Linked DNA regions of Mus musculus: regions 2 and 3 are each linked to region 1. The links are chromatin contacts, called in public Micro-C and promoter capture Hi-C maps. All regions are on one chromosome and are shown on one strand. The core of a region is the stretch at or near the end of the contact, and the rest is flanking DNA. Distances in the headings are between cores, read along the strand shown.

Region 1 (4,128 bases), core at 1,596-4,095:
AACCCAGCTCTCCCTTCCCGCGCGCCCAACCTTTTTCCTAATTGGAGGGGGGCGGGGCTCTCTGAGCCTAGTTACTAAGATCTGAGCAGGGTGGTTTTCCCGCGCAGCGGGGCCGAGTTGACTCTGCGGTTGAGACTGTTCGGAGCTAGGCAGGTAGGAATTCGAAGGACAGATGCGCGTACCTGTCGTTCCTAGTGCATTAATCTCTTCAGCGCAGTCGGGACTCCGAAAGCTTCTGTCGTCCGTCCGCAGCCCCCAGGCGCGCAGCGGGTTTTTGTTTTTGTTTTGGTTTGGTTTTTTGGTGGTTTTTTTTTTTTTTGCACGTAACTGAAGTGTCCCGGAATGGATCTTGTCAATCACGTCAAAACATAAGGATCCTTTTACGATGCAAACAGTCATTTTCTAAGCAGTTAATAAGCATTAGATGAGAAAAATATTACTGCAAGCATTCGAGAAAAGCCCACTAGTAAATAAAATTCGTATTGATGAAAAATTATCTGAACTCACTAATAAAAGATTAGCATTATAACTCCTGCAGTCAATACTTTTCGTGGCAATTTATGGACACAAATAATATGCCATCAAATTACTTCAAGTGTGTCTATAATTCAAGGGACCTCAATCTTGTTGCTGAACTTTAAGTATGGAATTACTAAAATAGCCAAAGGGATCCTTGTCTCTCCCTGTGGCCAGGCGACAGAAGTCTCTACAATAATTTTTTTTTTTTTTACAGTGAAAGTGCAAAATGGAAGGCAGGAGAGTCAGGTGAATGAGTAACTGCTCACCCAGTCCTCTTGCAGGCAAGCACGAAGGTCCCTGGCTGCGGTTGCGTAAATCAAGGAAGCGGTTATTCTAGAAGTTGAGGAGAGGGGATAACAACAAGGTAGTGGCATTGAAGACTGTCACTGTAGGTATCTCATAATAAGAGGGAGTATTTATTATGCTCATGAAGAAACCAGCCTTTTGCCTTGGGCTTCGATTAACTTCTTTTGTGGGCAAACAGGGACTAGAGCTTGGGTATCCCACAGACACCTCCTTCCCGTGTATCCCAAAGAGAATTAATTTCCCCTCACACTGCCTAAGCCATCTCGAGTTCTGGGCGTGAAGTGAAGGGATGCAACACAGGCAGCGCCCTAATGAATTCCTTTCAAACCGCCTGCTGCCGAAACCATCTATTACTGCGGCCCGGAGAGGGGAAAGGCGTTTGAGATGTCTTTGTCCGGGTGATGGAGGGGAGGGGAGGGGACACTGGTGGGGGAGGAGGACGGCTGGCAGCCGGGCCAGCGAGTTTTCTTCTGGCCAAGAGATGCAAAGGACTCATCGTCCCCTCTTACCTCTCTGGGTGGGCAGTTGCTCTCTGGCAAGATTCTTGGCCCGAGAAGATCTCTAGGATTGAGACGTCCCCGGGGGACCTTGGGGTTAGAGCGGGAGAAAGAGGAAGACCGAGAAAGAAGAGCTTCAAAGAATCGGGTCGATAAATTCATAAAGATCGATTTATCTTTATCTCCCAATTAAATGTGCTTGTGATACATAACACACGTCCAACATGAGCCAACTCCCCAGCCAGAGCTCTTCCGGGTGAACTGATTTTTTAATGACCTATATAACAATGCCCTCCTTTGCTCCTTGGCCTGGTGCTGTCAGCAGTTCCGAAAGGACGTCTAGACCAAGGAATCTGAAGAACAGGCAGGGGGACCCGAGGAAGCCCAACGCGCTTGGCAGGATCTGCCTTCGCCACGAAAGGATCCCATTTTAAAAGGAACACAAGATTTGAAAGTTTGTTTCAACATAAGAAAAGATGACCAGAAATGCCTACTTTCCTTTCGCCGCAATCCCTCCAATCTCCTAACCCCCAAATTCCCGGCTTTTTACCATTGTCGAGAACAGGGGAAATATCTTGAGGGACTCAGCTCCATCCAGCAGTCCGCAAAGGGGAACCGCGTGCCCAGGAGTCCTCGCGCTGCGCAGAGCCAGGGTGAGAGCTCCCTCCGTTGCCAACGTGCTTAATTAGTGCCTATTTACAAAACGCAGCTTTTATTTGAGCAAACATCATAAAGCTTTCATCAGGATAATCTCACGTTATACAATCCAGAGGCGTCGCAACCCCCCCCCCCATTCCTCCCTGAAGATGGAGCAGATAAAAGACTCGCTTTATTATCATAATTATCGTGGCTGTTATTTTGGTGTACGCTGGCAAAGTGGGTAAATAGGTGCGATGATTAAGAATGTCATGAAAAATGAGCAGGGATCGCTCACGGAGGGCCCAACCAGGAATGAGGGAGACCACCGCCGGCCGCCCCGCTGCCACCAGCGGGCCGCAAGCAACCATTCAGCTTCCGTGTCGTGTGAGCAAGGGCTGACAGGCCCAGGCGCACCTCTGGGAGCAGACCTGCAGAGGCAAGACCTTAAACGCTATCCGGAGACCTTGCCCGGACCCTTGGCACAACCAGAGCGCCCCTGGTTAAGGTGAGCATCACACAGGGTTCTGCTGTAGTAAAACACTCCCGGCCCATCGGTGGCGGGTGCCAGTTCCAAGCCGCCTCTCATGAGGCCTCCACAGGGATGCCAGGGACTCTAGGGTCTGAGTCGGGTAGGTAGCAAGGGTCCCTCTTAAGTTTGCTCCGCGCGGTGCAAAGGCTCCAGCTCCCAGGCCAGCACGCTCCAACCGTGGCGCCGGTAGCCCATTTGCGGCCCGCCTGGGTGAAGGGGGCGGAGCCCTAATTTCGCCCCGCCTTCCCCTGAATAGCAAATAGGAGTTGGTGCTCGGTCCCACGTGACACGAGCTCCGCTGGGCAGCTGGCAAAATGTGAATGAGAAAGAGGAGCGCGATTTAAAGGTGCTGGCGGCGCCCGCCAGAGACAAGTGCGCCGGCTTCGCGCGCTCCCCAGCCGCCCGTGGGAGACGACGGACTGCAGGACGGACAGACGGACGGACGCACGCACTGCTGGTAGCTGGGCCGAGACCTGCAGACGCGAAGCGCGCGCGTTCCGACGGGCTAGCAGCCGGGAGCGGTTCCGGCGAACGCGAGGTCCCCGGCGCCCTCTCCATCCCGGGCGCACGGCCTCATCGCGCTCGGTGGCTGCACCCGTGCAGGCCGGGTATGCTGCGGGTCCTGCACTGAGGGGCGGCGGCGGCGTCTGCGCTCTGGGCACCGCTCAGCCCCTGCCCGGAGTTCCCGGTGGTACTCCCAGCGTCCGGAGGGCTTCCAGGCGGCGGCGGGACACGGGGACTTTTCGTCTCTCCCTGGCTTCTCCCGAACGCGTCTATGAGCGCAGCGTTCCCGCCGTCGCTGATGATGATGCAGCGCCCGCTGGGGAGTAGTACCGCCTTCAGCATAGACTCGCTGATCGGCAGCCCGCCGCAGCCCAGTCCCGGCCATTTCGTCTACACCGGCTACCCCATGTTCATGCCCTACCGGCCGGTGGTGCTGCCGCCACCGCCGCCACCGCCTCCCGCGCTGCCCCAGGCAGCGCTGCAGCCCGCTCTGCCGCCCGCGCACCCTCACCACCAGATCCCCAGCCTGCCCACCGGCTTCTGCTCCAGCCTGGCGCAGGGCATGGCGCTCACCTCCACGCTCATGGCCACTCTGCCCGGCGGCTTCTCTGCGTCGCCCCAGCACCAAGAGGCGGCGGCTGCCCGCAAGTTCGCTCCACAGCCACTGCCCGGAGGCGGCAACTTCGACAAAGCCGAGGCGCTCCAAGCGGATGCGGAAGACGGCAAAGCCTTCTTGGCCAAGGAGGGCTCGCTGCTCGCTTTCTCTGCGGCCGAAGCGGTGCAGGCGTCGCTCGGTGAGTCGGCGGCGCGCGCAGCCGGAACGCGGGGACGGGAGGGAGTGGGGGCGGGCCAGCTCCGGGTTCCCGCCGAGACCCGGGGGACGAGGCCGCGCCCCCGCCCGACCTCTGCGGGAATAGCTGGAGGAGTTGCGGTGATGCCCACCGGAGCTTTCCAATGGGGCATTTAACGCCAAGCAACAAGCAGGATCCTGGGGAAAGGAGGCGTTTAGAGCTCTCCTGCTAGCTACTCCAGGCCACACATCTGGTGGCGTGTTTGGCACACACACACACACACACACACACACACACACACACACACACACGCTGTGATTATTGAGGGTCCTTGGTGTGTTGC
Region 2 (3,725 bases), core at 934-3,433, 2.8 Mb after region 1:
GCTATACCAGAGATGGGGCTACAGGCGCTCCTTATCTAGAAGACAAACCCAGTGATGCTCCATCAACACAGTCGTTGGGATATGACTTTGGCTTGTGTGGAGGCAAAGAACTGCTTCCAAATGCTTCTGCCCCTCATACCCCTGTGTGCCTTCTCTGACTGCCGCCTGCCTTCTTTTCCCAAGGTGGGTCTCTAGAACCTCATTTGGGGCTCTTCTGGACTCAGCTAGGAATGGCCCGGTCCTGTCAATCTAATCTTCATCGGATCTGGGAGCACGTAGCAACTGAAGGAGAATCTCTGAGAACCTCAGAGATCGATGGAGCAAGATAGGCAGGAGAGAGAAGGAGTGGTTCTCTGAACCCTTTCTATGGACAGCCTGACCACAGGACATGTCAAGGTGACAAGGGCCTAATGGTCAAAGGACCCAATTCTAAGCTTATTTCAGCACTCAGGGTTCAGTGTGAAGTATAAGGTGTTGAACAGAACAGGCAGCTGGGGAGGCCCAATCCGCCTGGCCAGCCTGGCCGGGAGACAGATGAATGGATCAATGGTAGTTGAGTGTGTGAGTGGTGACCAGAAGAAGAGCTCCAAGGACTGACCCCAGAGGAGAGAAGCAAATAAAGGGACTGAGGACCAGGGTCCCTATCCTCCTGTGGATGCAGAGGAAAGTCCCCGGGGAAGCAGGTTTGCCTCTGTGCCTTGCTGTCGGAGTAGTCGGCTCCTTGAGACAATATCCATTTTTATATTTCTTGGAAATTTCACGGCATTCATTTCGGGGAAAATAAAAGCTGTCATTGCCGGAGAAATGATACCAATCAGGGCCTGAAAAGGCTGGAAAATTATCCTCCAGGAGATGGAATGTTGAGGGGAAAATGCAGATTAAAAGCACAAAGAGCCACTCTGCCACCGCCCTGCCCTCCCCTCCCCCCTCACGGAAACACGGCATTTTTGCGTAATTCCATCGCTCCTCAGTAGAATTAATTGGACCTGAGAAGAATGCATGGGGCAGGAGAGGACCTTAGGATGGTCAGAATGAAAGACAGTCCTGTGAGTGGGACTTAGAAATGGACAGACTGGACAGGCAGGAAAGTGGTAGAGGTGGCCACTAAAGGCTAGTGACTGGGTAGCTGACGATGAAGAACATCCGGAGGGGATGGCGACGGGATGGTGGTCGCTCTCCGCAGTCCCACCTCAACATGGGTTCTATCACATCGGTCTTCACCAATGTCTGAAACATTGCTTAGGCCAGGGCTGCAGGCTGGAGCCACAAGGTTGGGATTGCTGGGGCTGTGTGGTCCTTTGCTGGGGATACCAGAAGAGATGGGTAAGTCGAGGCAGAGAAAGCAGATTCCTGAAACAGTAGCAGTCCTTCAGAAAGCTCCCAGGTCTCTGTCACGTGTGGGCTTCACCTTGTGGGTACAGTGGAGAGGTAAAGATGATTCTGTCTCTTGGAAGGAGCGAGGTCCCCAACATTTAAAAAGCTAGTTCAGCCAACCGGAATGGGTGGAAGACTGGACAAACTCACCCTGTGTAGTCCCGTGAGGGAAGTGGAGCAAGATTCCTCCCTCTCCCCACCCTACCATCCTTTTCTAGGCCTTTCTATGTGGGTCTGGGACTTCCTGCCAATGATGTCAGGAAAACCTAAGGTTGAGGAGGCCACAGCCTCAGCCTCTACTTGCAACCTCCCCAGGAGAGCTAGGTAAAGGGTCTTGTACCAACCAGAACCCAGATGGGGCAAGCAGGAGTTAAAAGGACAAAGAAGTCTTGGTGCTGATGGCGCCTGGCAGAGTGCTGGTCCAGATACAGGCTCTTCACCTGCCCATTGGAGTCCTCCCTGGGCTGAGCTTCTGTGGGCTCGGCCCAGACTTCCCTCTGGCCTCCAGATCTCCAGCTTCAGTCCCTTTACCGCAGACTGGTAGGTGGCTCCAAGTGGCTCATCAGAAGGGACCGTGCTTCCTCCTCCCGGGACAGATCTGGACTCCGGAGTCCTGGAGCCAGAAGCTGGTGCATCACTCTCAGGAGCGTTATCTCCGCGGTCGCCATCCCCACCTCCGCACTGCTGGAGCTGACAGGTAGCCCAGAGGGAAGCAGAGAGAAGGAGGGGTGCAGGGGGCGGGAGAAGGAGGGTGGAGCCGCCGGCGCGCCCCCTCCTTCGGGGCTGGCGGGCGGCGCGGCGCGGCGGCAGAGGCGGCGGGCGCACGAAGAGAGCCGCAGCCAGCCCAGCTCCTCTCCGGCTGAGGCCGGGATTTGCTCCCGACCCCTCCCTCGGTCCTCGCCCGGCCCAGACGCGCACCTGCCGGGTAAGTGTCATTCGGGCCCGCCGCCTCCGAGGACATCATCACAGCCACCTCCGAGGCCACCGCGGCTGCCGAGCCGAGCTTCTCGGCTTTGTCTCTGTCCTCCCGGCTCTGGCTCCAGCTGCGGCTGCGGCTGCGACTCCAGGACTCGGCTCTCAAGCTCCGCTGACTGCGCCGCGCGACGCAAGAGATTGAGCTCAGGGCTGGCGCAGCAAAGGGGGTGAAACTTCTCCCAACTTTGGATTCTGGGGAGAACCTGTTGACGACAGGGATGGCCCGGGGCGTTGATGGGTGGCAAATGATGAAACCAGTCTCTGGTTTTCCATCTGGGCCGTCGGGGTTGGGGAGTCGGGTGGGGGAAAGATGGGGAATGGAGAGGGCTGCTGCTTGGGGAAGGGACTTGTGGGCTTTGGAGCCATTGAAGAGAAACAGCCAGAGGGTGGCTTGAGAGTGGTCCTGCAGACTTCCCCGAGGACGAAGTTTGGGTGTCTGGTCGCTTTTAGTTCGGAGAACTGAAGGAGGCTTCAGGGTCCGCAGAGAGGCGCCCCTGACCACACCTCCTTTCTCCGGCCTCTGCTTCCCCCTCCCCCACCTGGCTTGTCTGGAGAGGATGATGGGCAAGAAAGGCAAAGACAAGGGAAACAGGTTGTCAGTGAAGCCCCCACTTTGTGCCCGGTGCTCTTTGGTTTTGTGTCCGAGCATCCTTACTCTGTGGTGAGCTTGTGGAGACCTGGGTAGGCAGGTTAAAGGCTACTATTCCAGTAAGAGCTGCTGGCAACTGAACCCTTCTTTCTTGGTTGACGGAGTGAAGTGGGATCCTTGGTTGTGGATCACAGGTGGCCTCCATCTTCTTAAACTAACTCCCACCCTTTGTTTTCTGGGTCCCCTCACTTTCCAGGGCCTCTCTGAGCCTGCTAATGTTCCCTTCCTACAGCTGCGACCGAGGGCCATGTGGGCTCCGACCAGAAAGCCCGCAGACAGAAGCAGCCTATAATCGACCAAACAAGGGGTCTGCAGCCAAAGCCTCGGCACAATGGAGGCCCCGTATTCCATGACAGCGCACTACGACGAGTTCCAGGAAGTCAAGTATGTGAGCCGGTGTGGCACCGGGGGCGCTCGAGGGACCTCACTGCCTCCAGGCTTCCCGAGGGGCTCAGGGCGCAGTGCTAGCGGGTCCAGGTCTGGGCTGCCCCGCTGGAATCGACGCGAGGTGTGCCTGCTGTCGGGGTTGGTGTTTGCTGCCGGCCTCTGCGCCATCCTGGCGGCCATGCTGGCGCTCAAATACCTGGGCCCGGGAGCGGCGGGCGGTGGCGGAGCCTGTCCCGAGGGCTGCCCCGAGCGCAAGGCCTTTGCACGCGCCGCCCGCTTTCTGTCTGCCAACCTGGACGCCAGCATCGACCCGTGCCAGGACTTCTACTCGTTCGCGTGC
Region 3 (3,685 bases), core at 841-3,340, 2.9 Mb before region 1:
GGCTCTCTGGAAGGACCACACCTCTGCTTCTTTATTTTGCCCTCTCACTGCCCTTGTCACTGCCTACATTGCCAGTCCCTGCCTACTCGGGCACAGTAGCTGTGGGTGGGTACAAGCTCAAGAAGGTCTCCAAGAAGGCATTAAGATGGGTGGCATATCCATGCCAAGGTAAGATGTAGGCTGGAAGGCCTCAGGCTGGTATGTGTGCGGAGCAGGGTACGTCTGGCAGGGATAAGAGATACACAAGGATGTCAGGGTATATGTTCCTATTTCTGTGTGTTTGGAGGTGGGTAGAGTGAGCAGGGTACCAACCAAACTATACCTGCTGCTGCCAGGCACCGGGTGACAGTGCCCAGAGAACTGTAGGAGGTGGCTTTGGCAATGGCAGGGCTGTATGTAGAGAGAGGCATAGAAAGGCCTGTTCTGAGGGCATTTGAGAGGGAGATAGTCAAGAGACTCAGGCCACACAATGTGTCTTGTGGGTTCTGTCTCTCCCCAGAAACAGGGTTCTCCATGGCTGGCTATCTACTGCCATTCCCAAGCAAGTTGGGGCCACAGGCCACCCCTCTGGGCAATACTCTTACTTTCCTCATTCAGAGTGCCTACGACACCAGTTGAGTTTGGTCTCTAGTCTGCAAGCCCCCTCAGTTTCAGAAGAATCCCACAGCAGGAATTCCCTGCTCACCAAGGCCCTGGTGTTACACTTATCCAGGAAAGCTCCCCACACATTTAAGAGCAAAGCCTGGGGCTTGGGAGGTCCTTGGGACATTGCATAGGCACTCCAAGCTCATAAAGATTCGGTTCCCAGAGCTCCTGAGGCAGCAGGGAAGGGAAGGGAGGGGAAGGGCTGCTCTCAGCAGCTGCAGGGCCGAGGCCGCCGCCAGGAGGGCCGCTCTTCTTACAAAGAGATGACAAGGCCCCTGGGCGGGATCCAAGACGCCGACCACCTGCAGCTGGGCTCGCAGCTCCAGGCGGCCCGGAGCGCCCGGTCAGACCACGAGTGTGCTAGGATAGGGGCGCTGGCGGGCACAAGTTCCTAGGTAGGAATCCCCTCGAGCCCTGGGGTCCCCTGAATCGCGCAGCGGGCTCACATTTCCTTAGAACCCAGGCTTGAAGTGTAGGATCTCCCCCATAAATCCCACCTAGGCGGCTCCTGCTGTGGATCCGCGTAAATTCCTAAGCAGAACCCTTGACGCCTCTGGGAGAGATCCGCATAGAGAAGTTCCTAGCCCACTGCAACCGGGATATGCGACCCAATAGACCGTCCCAGAGCTACCGCTTGCTTCGCCGCAAGGGCGGCAGGCACGCTGTCCCGGAGCTGGGATTGCTGCCCCGCCAGCACAGTGGGCCAAGCCGGGGACCAAAGACGCCCAGCAACAACCCTAACCCAAAGGGAGCGCAGATTGCTATGGGGAAGGGACTCTAGAGCGTAGTGGCTGGGAACTGGGCAGCAACAGAGCGGATCGGAGCTCGGGGGCGAGGGCCGTGGGGTATAGACCAGTTGAGGAGCAGGAGGCCACTCCAAGTCCAGGCGGCGGGTTCTGGCGCCCGGGGCTAGCTGCGGCGCGGGTAGGGGCCCAGATCAGACCTCCCGAGTGCTAGGGTCCGGTGCCCCCGGACGCAGCGCCCTTACTCACCCGAGATCTCTGCCTGAGGCACATCGCTCAGGCTAAAGCCCTTAGCCCCGTAGATCTGGCGGACTTCGCTGCAGCTCCGGCTCTTGCTGGCGGGGTCCCCGCGGGCGCAGACGACCAGCGCGGCGGCCGCGCACAGCAGCCACCAGCCTCGGGTCCGGAGTTCCATGGCGGGGCCCGAGGCTCCCTGGCCGCCGGTGCGCGCCTCCCTCGGTCCCGGCCGGCCCGCTCAGCCCAGTGTGCGCGAAGGGCAGAGCCAAGGTCCCAGCGCGCGACGCTCGTGGTCCAGAGGCGGTGGCAGTCGAGGAGGCGGAGACAACAAAAGCCGGCTGCGGCTGCGGCGCGGGGAGCTAGGCGCGAGGCGCGAGGTCCGGCCGCTCAGTCGGGCCGCCTAGAGCGCGGCGGGCGAACGCGCAGCCCCGGCTCGGCGCCTCCCCCGCCGCCCGCCCGGCCCCACGGCGGCCGCGGAGAGGGGCAGGGAGGGGCGGGGAGCGCGGGCGGGAAGAGGGGAGCGCCCGGGCGGGGCGGGGCGGGGCGAGGCGGGGCACGATCGGGGCGCACCGGGCGCCCCTTCGCTCTCCGGAGGGAGAGGAGGGAATGTTCTCTCAGCCCAGGCGATGTGCTCCGTTGCCTGGGTGAGATGGGAGGCGGCGGGGAGAGCCTGGAGTGCAAAGGCCGAGTCCGGGGTCCCCTAAGGTGTCCCCCCCAGCCCAGCACCCAGGGCGGCGGCACCACCTGTGGGGGCGGGGGCAGGGCGGGGGGGGGGGGCAGCTGAGGCAGGGCTTCCCTCGCCGGACGTGACATCACGTCCTCCGCTGGCCAATCAGGAGCTTCCCCGCCCCCAGCCGAATTCGGCATCTCTTTGCTCCTTTCCATCCTTCACCTTACCGGCTTGCTCTCTTAGCGCTTCTACTACTCAGTCCTGGTCCGGTCACTTCCCTACTCACCTGCTGCCCCCCACCCCCCAGCAACAACTCCTACATCCATACGCCCTTTCTAGCCGCCCCTGAGCGGCTCCAGTTCTCGTCTGACGTGTTTTGGAGGAGGATGAGGGGGCTGAAAACTGGCCAAAAAAAAAAAAAAAAAAACTAGCCTTCATCAGCTCAGATGACTTCAGTTGATGCAGATTGCCAGCGACTGTTACGGTCCCTCTTCGTGACTATTTAGGTGCTAGAGCAATGGGGCAGAGGCAGGTCTGTAGGCTTGGGTGCAGCGTGGTAGGTGACCTCTGGCAAAAGGAATAGAGCGAGGAGTTAATGTTGGGCAGCTCAACTCCAGGCCAGGTGTGGCAGACCACCAACTGTCACGCAGCTGCAGGGATGATTGTGGGGAGAAGGGACCCTACCTGGGACCTACCTGGGAGCTGGTGATGGTGCTGGGTCTGGAGTTTCTTGCTTAGCTGCTGCCGGGCAGCACTATCCCTCCTGCTGTTCCCTTTATCCTATGAAGAGGCCATCATAGCTGAGGTTAGACTGAATCTAGATACCTAATCTGGGAATGGGAAGAAAGCGAGATGTGGTTTATGGTTGAGAGTCATAGATTACCACTATGTGTCAATAGAGTGCAGCGCTCTTGGATTCAGCTGAATCAGGGCTTTGCAGGTTTGTGGCAAAACCCCCAATCACCCATGCCTCAGGATGTCCTCCCGTCAGGGGTTCTGTCCACCTTAGGGGGTGGGTTTCCTGTCCTAACTCCTAGGAAAGTGATCCAATTAATCTCTGCAGTCATTGCTTGAGAGTAACAATGGAAAACCAATCTATCGGAGCAGATATCCTCACATCCCTCTACTGTAACACTGCTCCTGACTCACGGACCCCTGTCCACTGCATGTCCTGGCCAGGACAGCTTGGATCCCTGTCACTTTTAATAGAGGACTTGCAATGGCCAGGGCTCCTACTTGCTTTCTGTGCTCCCCATGTGTTCTGGCCTCTCAACATGCCATCACCACTGAATGCCTCTTTGTAAGTTGACCAGCCTAGATAGTTCCTTGGGGTAGGCTCAGTGTCTGAGCCATTTCTGGACCCCAAAATGGCAGGTCTTTAGGCTATGGC

What was found. Promoter capture Hi-C pulls out the DNA fragments that hold promoters and counts their contacts. A called contact is a pair of places that touch in the nucleus more often than the background predicts.
Region 2: a contact with region 1 is called in a Micro-C map of embryonic stem cells, with 4 times the contacts expected there. The contact joins the promoter of Ecel1 here to the promoter of Gbx2 in region 1. A contact is called at or near these places in 1 of 39 promoter capture datasets (embryonic stem cells) and 1 of 484 Hi-C or Micro-C datasets (embryonic stem cells).
Region 3: a promoter capture Hi-C map of pre-B cells shows a contact between it and region 1, with 2.9 times the contacts expected there. The contact joins the promoter of Gpc1 here to the promoter of Gbx2 in region 1. A contact is called at or near these places in 2 of 39 promoter capture datasets (liver and pre-B cells).

The regions. Positions count from the first base shown.
Region 1 is chr1:89,929,893-89,934,020 of GRCm38.p6, reverse strand. It overlaps Gbx2 (gastrulation brain homeobox 2), which reads left to right and starts at 2,845. Exons shown (of 2, transcript NM_010262.3): 1 at 2,845-3,788. The coding sequence starts at 3,266. It overlaps LOC102637806, which reads right to left and starts at 1,946. Exons shown (of 4, transcript XM_030244408.1): 1 at 1,873-1,946; 2 at 1,335-1,412; 3 at 786-852; 4 at 1-402. The coding sequence starts at 1,916.
Region 2 is chr1:87,154,594-87,158,318 of GRCm38.p6, reverse strand. It overlaps Ecel1 (endothelin converting enzyme-like 1), which reads left to right and starts at 2,183. Exons shown (of 18, transcript NM_001277925.1): 1 at 2,183-2,299; 2 at 3,231-3,725. The coding sequence starts at 3,330. All of the region lies in intron 3 of Gm33292 (a long non-coding RNA gene), which reads right to left.
Region 3 is chr1:92,830,050-92,833,734 of GRCm38.p6, reverse strand. It overlaps Gpc1 (glypican 1), which reads right to left and starts at 2,090. Exons shown (of 9, transcript NM_016696.5): 1 at 1,638-2,090. The coding sequence starts at 1,803. Gm29481 (a long non-coding RNA gene) reads left to right here. Exons shown (of 3, transcript XR_003947946.1): 1 at 1-1,040.